Regions from separate parts of the Mus musculus genome. Here region 2 is linked to region 1. Evidence: chromatin contacts called from public promoter capture Hi-C data. All regions are on one chromosome and are shown on one strand. The core of a region is the stretch at or near the end of the contact, and the rest is flanking DNA. Distances in the headings are between cores, read along the strand shown.

Evidence for each region. Promoter capture Hi-C pulls out the DNA fragments that hold promoters and counts their contacts.
Region 2: a promoter capture Hi-C map of cranial neural crest shows a contact between it and region 1. The contact joins two enhancer-like sites. A contact is called at or near these places in 2 of 39 promoter capture datasets (cranial neural crest and hippocampal neurons), 1 of 115 datasets of contacts at active chromatin or transcription factors (forebrain) and 1 of 9 other capture datasets (embryonic stem cells).

Annotation. Positions count from the first base shown.
Region 1 is chr4:154,246,679-154,251,337 of GRCm38.p6, forward strand. Megf6 (multiple EGF-like-domains 6) reads left to right here. Exons shown (of 37, transcript NM_001162977.1): 6 at 2,749-2,874; 7 at 4,144-4,266. Among named protein-coding and RNA genes, the nearest start is that of Gm52687, 51 kb to the right of the region's middle. Within about 2 kb of position 1,898, at least 41 of the 459 cell types and tissues checked have an H3K27ac peak or open chromatin away from gene starts, as enhancers often do.
Region 2 is chr4:154,852,852-154,857,713 of GRCm38.p6, forward strand. It overlaps Ttc34 (tetratricopeptide repeat domain 34), which reads left to right. Exons shown (of 9, transcript NM_172878.4): 3 at 2,788-3,592. Among named protein-coding and RNA genes, the nearest start is that of Mmel1, 14 kb to the right of the region's middle. Within about 2 kb of position 3,455, at least 95 of the 459 cell types and tissues checked have an H3K27ac peak or open chromatin away from gene starts, as enhancers often do.

The sequences.
Region 1 (4,659 bases), core at 648-3,147:
TGGAGGCTGCCGGGACCAAACACCACGTGGGCTTAAGCCACAGGGCTTTATTTCGCTCATAGTTGCAAGTCCAAGAGCAAGGTGCCAGCCCTTCTGGTCCCTGGCGCGGTCAGAGCCCCATCTGTGGGACCACTTCCAACCTTAATTAAGGTATAAGACCCAGCTTCTGAACAATGTCATATCAGAGGGCTTCAGCCTATGACATGACGGGGCGGAGCGGGGGCGGGGTTGTGGAGGGGAAAGGGTGGGATGGGGCGGGGCGGGGCCTGAGTTGGGCGGGGCAGGGCGGGGGCGATTAGGGTGGAAGGCAGAGGTGGAGCAGGAACACACAGACATTAAGACTCTAATAAAGAATGTCACCCAACTGTAGTCATTTGTGTCTGATCGGGAAGTGGGCCGAGGCGGAATATTGGGTCCTGCAGGCTTGTATACAGACCACAGACTTCTGTGGGCTGAAAGGGGAATCGGGGCATATTGTGGAGACAGACCCATCCGGCCCTGTTGCCTGGAGTTCTCAACCCTCCTGCCTATATATCTCCAGTACTGTGCTTTTAGGTGTCTCACCGACCCTGGCTGAGGCATTTGCCTTATGAGTATGCATCTATATATACTTACTGCAGGGAGGCCAGTCCCTGACTTCGCTCCAAAGGTCACTCAGCCACTGACCTCTCCAAAGGTCTCTCAGCCCCTGGCTTCTGCTCCAAAGGTCTCTCGGCTTTGCTCATGTCTGACCTTGGGTCTGATTTCTAGCACCACAACCAGATGTGAGCCTCTGGCCCTGGTCTTGGCAGAAGCCCCGAGTGTGTGTCTTACAGCTGTGCCTCAGTAACTTGAGGAGCCTGGAGACACAGACCCTGGCCATTCCTGGAGCTGTGAAGCCCAGCGCAGAGAGGACAAAAATCTGCCTGGCTCAGCTTTCCCGGAATCCACAAAGGATGTGCTGGGTGATGCTGGCCTGGCTCCCTGGTGTGCACAGCTTGGGAGCATCTGGGCGGATGCAGTCCTGTGGAGTGAAGGGCTGGGGTGGTTCTGAGGGTGTGAAGCTGCACTGGCATCCCAAGTCTTTAGTGCCAGCCGTGGTGGACTCATTCCGCTGCTTTGGAGATGAAGTACCTTTCCCTCCTGGTGGATGGTGCTTCCTGCTGAGACGCTGAGACGTCATGCCCCTGTGCCTGCCCGGCCCTGCCAGAATGGGCTTCTGGTTCGTATTACGTGTCCCGAGTAGGGACGCAGTTGGTGTGGTGAGCATGAGTAAACAGAGCCCCCAGGAATGTGGGGCCAGCTGAGGCCACGTGCATGGGCGCCGGGACGCCTCAGGAGGGAGGGCTGGTGGCCGAACAGCTGGCTCAGGTGAGGTCAGCCAGGCCTGGGCTCAGCGTGGCTTATGTCCAGTGTAGGGGGTCAGAGCAGAGATGGGGAAGAGCACAGGTTAGCAAGCTTACCTCAGTTCTGTGGGAGATCGCTGTGGCTTCTCCCTTATATCGGGACCCCACGTGGCCAGGAGATCAGTCTCTGCCTCCCCGTGGCTGGCTTCGCCCCAGAGAAGGGGGCCTCCATGTGTTCCTCCGGCTGTGTGTCACGTGAGCGAGGAGAGAGCTGTTGTACAAGCAATGTGGCCTTTAAGCAGGCTTGCTTTGAAGGAAGGCCGGCCTTCTCAGATCCCCGAGGCATCTCACGAGGCCCACGCAGCTGCCAGCACCTGGGCCTTGCAGTGCTGACCCCAGCAGTGCCAGACCCCAATTCCTTAGGCAGTCATTAACCATATTTCCAAGCTAGGCCAAGGACCGAACTGCTTAAAGCTGACAGAGTTCCCACATTCTAGGCGGCATCTAGGGCTGAGCATTGCCACCCAAAGTGCTTTAGTGATGAGTCTCAGGTTTGCTGACACAGCTCTGGGCACAGGCCCGCAGGCAGGCAGACAGCCTCACCTCCCAGGCCATGGCTGCATTCTTGTGGCTTCCCCTCCAGAGCTTAGGGCTAACTTCCTCTAACCACAAGGCCATTGCCAGAGGCTCCGTTGTAACCAAATCCATACCAGGAGCTGGCTGCCACGGCTGGTGGAAACTCTATGTCCGTCCTCCACGCCTTGCCGGGCAGAGCATCTTCCCCTTCTCCACAGGCCAGCCGAGGTTATGAAGGATATCACCCAGAGAGCACACAGGCGCCTACCAGCCCAGCCCACCCCTCTAACCACGCCCTGCAGCAGAAGTCCAGTCAGGAGGGTCAGGGTGCTGCCCTCTGGGACATGGTCTCACTGAGGACCTATGGATGCTGGGAAGTCTGGATGCTTTGGTTGGGTGTGAGGTGTGGCCTGCCTGGCCTGTGAGGTGAAGTGGCGCCCATTTGTAGACGCTCCACAGCTGCCCTTCCTTTTGTCCTGGCCTGAGGACCAAGGGTTGATCTTGCTATGCCTCCTAGCCTGCTGTCAGGGAGTGAGCCAGCTGCTGCTTCTGGGGTTTCGTGTTTTGTGCTGGGGAAATGCTAGGCTTCCATCAAGTTAGGATGATCTGTCTTGTTTCCAGCCTCTAAGTGGGCTGGGTTTACAGGATTGGGGGAGGGGGGAGGGAGGGAGGGAGAGAGAGATCTATTGTACTGTGGACCCTGTAGGTGATTGGGGAATTAGGCTTGCTGGGAACTGAGAAGAAGGGGAGGCTGGTGAGGGTTCATGTGGGAATCCATCGTCATTGATCCTGCCAGTGTGGGGATGATCTGTGCTCTTGGCCTGATCTAAGCTCTTCATGTCCCCAGCCATCAGCTCCTGCACTCTGGGAAATGGTGGCTGCCAGCATCAGTGTGTACAGCTCACCGTGACACAGCACCGCTGCCAGTGCCGGCCCCAGTACCAGCTGCAGGAGGATGGCAGGCGCTGTGTCCGTAAGTATTGTTTGTGCAGCTGGGAGAACGAGGGGGTCCAGGATTCAGGGGAGAAGCTGATGTGAGGATGGATACCTGGTGGTAGGAGGGAGGTGAGGGCTGCTGTGGGCCTGAGCTGCAGGCATGGTGAGTGCTACCAGGTTTTGGGTCCTCCGAACAGGAAGTTCAGGATGCAGACAGCATTCTGGCTCTCTAGGTGTCTGTCTGGGGTGTGGGTGGAGGAGCCAGCCAGGCTCTGGGACTTTAGAATGCCTGCCTAGGAGAAAGACTTTGCTAAAGGAGTGTGTGGGTCAGGACCAGAGTCCCCTCCCCCACATCATGTGGAAGTGGGACAGAGCAGGTGCTGAGACTCCCCAGCACAGGAGGGAGGGAGTGTTAATATGAGGGGGCCGAGGCCAGCCATGTGGGTGGAATGGCATGGGGTCTCAGGACTGGGAGATCACAAAATTAGGGGGCACAGGGCTGAATAGGTTACAGAGCTGGGGTTGTTAGTAGTTCACGGGGTCACAGGAGTGCGAAGGTTACAGGATGGAGGGAATCACAGAGCTGGAGCCCTGGGGATGCAAAGGGGGAGAGTTTGACAGGGCTGAGGGAGTTACGAGGTTGAGAGGGGTACAGGCTTTGGGGGGCAGTCATAGGCTTGGCTGATCACATGGGATCCTTGGGTCAGAGGACTGGGGATCACATGGTTTGGGGCTTCTGTTTCAACACTGTTTCTCGTTTTGTTTTGTTTGTTTTGTTTTGTCTTGTTTTGTTTTGTTTTGTTTTTGAGACAGGGTTTCTCTGTGTAGCCCTGGCTGTCCTGGAACCCACTCTGTAGACCAGGCTGGCCTCGAACTCAGAAATCCGCCTGCCTCTGCCTCCCAAGTGCTGGGATCAACACTGTTTCTCAAAGCAAGAGATCTGGGGGGAGCAGGCCAGGCTCACAGTCAGAGCTGACCTGGGCTGGCCACCCCCTTGCTGGAAGGCCGCCTTCCTGCTAGGCTTTTCTTCTTAACATGGTGCACATTCTTTGGGAGCCATGACACTTGAAAGTCGTGGGTTTGGTCGGGTGCTGACTCTGTTCTGGCAGAGCCTTAGGAGTCCCGACCTTGGCTATGGAGACTTACTGGGGAATAGAGACTTATTGGGGGAACTCAGAGCTGCCTCCAGCTGCGGGGGCATGGCACAGGCTGGAGCAGAGAGGAATTCCTGTACTGAAGGGGATTCTGAGTCGTCAGAGTCCCTTTCCCCATCTCTTTTCTCTGCCTCCATCCCTCTGGTATCCAGGGAGAAGCCCCTGTGCAGACGGCAATGGTGGCTGTATGCATACATGCCAGGAACTCCGGGGCCTTGCCCACTGTGGCTGCCACCCAGGTTACCAGCTTGCTGCAGACCGCAAAGCCTGTGAAGGTAGGGTGCTCTGTCTAGCCCAGCATCCCCGAGGCACCTGGTGGGTGGGTCTTTGGGTGACCTAGAGTGATCTCCTCCCCCTGACAGTAGATGGGAGGGAGGCACCCCAAGGAATGGTCTACAACCCAGCCAGGTTTCTGCAGAAGGGAGGGAACTCGGGCTTCCTATATTGTCCAACTGGCACCTAGTCCTTAGAACCCAGGAGAGGTCAGCAAGGGAGAGGGAAAAAAAGCCACCTATATACCCCAAAATGTGTTCCAGCAAGTCAGTGCTGGCCTTTCTCGGGACTGGTGGTGTTAAATGGATCGGTGACTGTAGTTGGACACTAGTTTCTAGAATTCATTCCTTCATCTTGCTGGCTGCTGTCATACAGCTGGGCCAAATGTGCTGTCC
Region 2 (4,862 bases), core at 2,205-4,704, 610 kb after region 1:
GGGAAAAGTGCATTACATCATCATATAAGACAGCTGGGCAGGCAAAAGTGCATTACATCATACAGGACAGCTGGGCAGGCAAAAGTGCATTACATCATCATATAGGACAGCCAGGCAGGCAAAAGTGCATTACATCATCATATAGGACAGCTGGGCAGGGTGGTGCGCACCTTTAGGCCCAAGGCTTGGGAGGCAGAGGCAGGCATATCTCAGAGTTTGAGGCTATCCTGGTCTACAGAATGAGTGCCAGGACATCCAGAGCTGCATGTAGAAACCCCATCTCCCTCAAAATTAATAATAATAAATATTTTTAAAAGATACAGAGTTGGGGCTAAGTATTTTTTAATATACAAAAGTAGGGGCTGGAGAGATGGCTCAGCAGTTAAGAGGTCCTGAGTTCAATTTCCAGCAACCACATGGTTGCTCACAACCATCTATAACTGGATCTGATGCATTCCTGGTATGTCTGAAAACAGTTATAGCGTACTCGTATAAATAAAATAAATAAATATATTTATTTATTTTTAAAAGACACAAAAGTAGAGACAATGAGAAAATGTAATACATTTTATAAAATTAAATTTTGTTTTGTTTTGTTGTTTTTCGAGACAGGGTTTCTCTGCATAACCCTGGCTGTCCTGGAACTCACTTTGTAGACCAGGCTGGCCTCAAACTCAGAAATCTGCCTGCCTCTGCCTTCTGATAAAATTAAAATTTTAAAGTTTTTCCCACACACCTGTACAAAGATGAAAGGACAATTCTCAGAGAGGAGAATGTTTTTAAAACATACAATGGCAGAAAATACAACCATATGCAAAGTATTTGTGGAATTCCCACATATCAGCAAGGCAAATGAATAAAGGAAGTGGGGAGAAAGCTTTTCCCCAAAGAGAAAACACAGATAGCGAGCAAAAAACGTGGGAAATCGTCATCACCATGGTAACGCGATGGAGGCAAATTAACACAATGGAAAAGTATTTCCTTTGGACACAGCCGATTGGAAAGAAAATTAGTGAACCCCAGAAAAAAAATGAAAATTAAAACGGTGAGATAGCACTTTAGAAGACCCAGGCTGTCAAAACTGCTAAGGCTAACAGCAGATCTGGTCCTGGGAAAGATCAGCTGATCTGACAGGGCATCTGCCTCTCAGGCAACAACCTCCTAATTTGGACAAAATACCAAAAGCCAGTGCCTGAAAGTGTTGGATGGTCACTGCCTGAATGCATAAAACTGGGGCTACATGAGGTGAGACTGCAGGTTGGAGATTTTTCTTCTGTACAGTCATGTGTACAGTTGAAAGTCATGGTTTTCCTGGCTTGAGAAGATGTCAGAGTGTTCGGGGCTGAATAAAGTGAGAAGCTGGGAAGCAAAGTCCGGAACGGTTACAGAAGGGATGACTCCAAAATCTAAACATAAACCTATGGCTGACTGCTGGACTAACACAGACAGGAGAAACAAGGTGGTCTGTGTAAAGCATCAGGTGGCAGCTTCAGGAACTAAAAAGAGAATTTGCTTCTGAAGACAGAATTTGAAGTTTGAGTCTAGACAACGCTCACTTTGTAGACCAGGCTGGCCTCGAACTCATAAATCCGCCTGCCCCTGCCTCCCGAGTGCTGGGATTAAAGGCGTGCGCCACCGGTTACTATGATAAAGTTCAGCCCTCACCTGAAGCACAGAACTAAATCCAGAGTCTTTATGAAGCACCGCTCAAATGTCTGGGGTACAATATTATAAGTACCAGCTGGGATATATAACTCAGTGGCTAAGTGTTTGCCTAACATGTGCACAGAGCGGGGTTTGCTATCCAGCACCACCACCACCCCAAAATGGAAATTAGCTGAGAAGTAAAATAATAATGAAAAAAGTCAGCGTTGTAGAGGTTGGAGAAGAGCCAGCAAAATTTAAAATAAAATAGAGATTCTGTGATATGCAAAACTGAAGAAAAATGGCTACAGCCTTACTGGCTTGCGGGGACATTAAGAAATGTATTGTGTGGCTGTATTCTTGAACAGAGACATGGGTGTGACGTCAGCAGTTGCTGGGGGCCTCTGCTGCTTCCGGGGCAGACCTTTGGTTCACGTTTTGTGTCCACCCTTGGCTTCTGCCACCAGGACTGGGCAGGGAACACTGGTGGTGGTGGGTTTCTCAACCAGTCTGTGCAAACCGGTTACTTGTTGATGCGCTGGCCTCGGGGATGTGGCAGTGTGCTCCCCACACCCATCCTCAGACCCTGGGGAGTGTCCATAACTGTAACTCTCCACTTAACAATGTGGAGGGGGCAGACACCTAGTCCACCCACTCTTCGGGTAAGGACTTCAGATAACTGAAGCGCCTCCTTTCTGGACCCTCTAACTGTCTCTGTTTCCTACAGACAAGTGCTGAGTTCCAAGAAGGCAAAACAGCAAAAACGTCCAGGAATGGTGACCCTTAAAAGTCAGAGTCGGAACCCCAGCTTCACAGAATGGGCTGGGTGGGGCTACATCCCTGAAAAGGAAACTAAAGCCCATCACTAAAAGTCAGGGCAGAAAGGAATAGAAATAAACTTCCATTTGAGCTGAGAGGTGATGCCTACAAGAGTCACTCTGAGGGAGCAATGCTGGGTGGCACCGGGAGCTGCTGGCTGTGGTGCTGGCACAAGTCCTGTAGCATCACTCTCTGGGTGCCCATGGGCTCGGAGTCATCCTTGTGGTTCTCTGGAGCCCTGGATTCTAGCAGACTTTGGGGAGATGCCCTGAGCTGACATAGCGAGCTGTAGGAAGTCAGGCTCACACCTGTTTCTGTCCCTAGGTGAGCACCTGGCGGCCCTGCTGATCACCCGAGCGGCCGCCACCTTCTTCCAGGATGGACCAGCTGGGGACATGCTGCGGGACCTACAGGAGGCCTTCTGCGAGAGCCCCGCCGGCGCACGGAAGCAGTTCCAGGCCCTGCTGTCCGCGGAGGACCGCGAACGCCTGCAGGCACAGGCGCAGGAGGCCGCGGGCCTGGGCTTTGCCCGCTTCCTGGAGGCTGTGCGAAGCCGCGAGCTGCGCCGGGATGCGGACCGCGAGCTCTTGGTTCCCGTGACGCGCGCGCTCCGCGTCCTGCTTCGCGTGGCACCTGCCCGACGGCGACCAGCGCTGGGCATCCGCCTGGCCGAGTGCCTGCTGCTGGCCGGGGACGTGGCGGGGGCTCGCGCGCAGTGTGAGCGCCTCCTCCGTCCCAGGCGTCCGGGGGAGCGCGCGGGGGACCGCACCGGAGAGCACGCGCCGCTGCTAGCGCTGCGCGGCTTCTGCGCGCTGCACGCGGGCGATGCGCGGCGCGCGCGCGAGGACTTCCAGGCCGTGGTGGAGCGCGCGGCGCCACACGCGGGAGGCTGCGTGCGCGCGCTGTGCGGCCGAGGGCTGCTACGCGTGCTGGCGGGTAGCGCCTTCCTGGGCGCGCTGGACTATGTCACCGCCTGCCGGCTGCGACCAGAGGAGGCGCTGCTGATCGCCAAGGCCTACGTGCCCTGGAACCAGCGAGGGCTGCTGCTGACCGTGCTGCGGGAGGAGGGCCGCAAGATGCTGCTGCGCTCGCCGAGCTACGCGGGGAAGGCTGCGCAGGCGCAGGAGGGGTGAGAACCTGCGCCGCGCCGGAGGTGGGGAAGCTAGCAAGGAAAGTCTGATATTTGCGCTGGGATCCGCTAGATGGCTTCCCTATGCCAAGTTCGGGATCTGGATCCAGGGCTGAGATCTCAGGATCCCCGGTCTCAGAAAGTAGTGCCCTGCGGGCGTTCTCCGCTTAAAGTTAGGAACAAGCTGGAGGTGTTGGCTCACACCTGCAATACCAGCACTTGGGAGATTGGTACAGGAGGACAGCCTGAGCTCCACAGTGAATTGCAGGCCAACCTGGGCTACATACAGAGTGAGACTTTGTCTCAAAAACACAAAATGCAAACAAACCAGAAAGTCAAAATCGAAAGGGGCAGGGAGCAGGAGAAATGGCTTAACAGTTAAGCGTGAGTGCTGATAGCCTAGTTTCCAGCAGCCTGCCTTAGGTAGCTCACCTCAGCCTATAACTCCAGCTTCAGAGGAATTCCATGCCTCTGGCCTTCAAGGGCACTTGCCCTCATATACGTACATACTCACACATGCTCTCACACACAATGTTTAAAATAATTTTCTTGTTTTATTTTTTTAATTTTTTTATTTGCTGGACTGTATGTGTATCACGTGTGTGCAGTGCCAGCAAAAGCCAGAAGAGGGCGTCAGCTCTTGGGAATTACAATTGCGGTCACCAGGTGGATGCTGGGAATCGAACCCCAGTCTTCTGGGAAAGTGCTTTTAACCACTGAGGCGCCTCTCTGCCCTCTCCCCACCACTACCACACACACTTTTTCCTTTTTAAATGGAAAAAAACAAAATCCTTGAACATTAGTTCCCTGCCGTATATAGTTCTGGTTGTTTCTTTTTGTGCATAATGTCTCAAAATGCAGAGTTTTTGCTGAAGCTGAAGCTCGTCCCACCTGCAGTAGATAATGAGTTTTAAGTTTCTCTTTGTTGCTAAATGCATTTGTGACACCTTGTCTCCACAACTCTTTGTCTTAAAGGGGGGACAGGTGTAGCTCTGGCTCAGTGGGCAGCTCCAAGGAAGGGTCTTTGATTTCAATTGCTGCCTCCCCTCCCCTCCCAGACACACGTAACACACTGCTGCCTGGTGTGTGCACCTCCAGCTGCCTAGCCCTCCCCCACCACTGTCAGTCCACACCCCACACCTCCCCATGAGCTTCCTCTGCCCTGGTGTGAATTGCTATTATGTTTCTTTGTGATGAACCCAGCAAAGCTAAACCATGGATTCTTGTGTTTACAAAAAAAGGAAACCGAGGTGGAGTCTGCTGGGGTCCT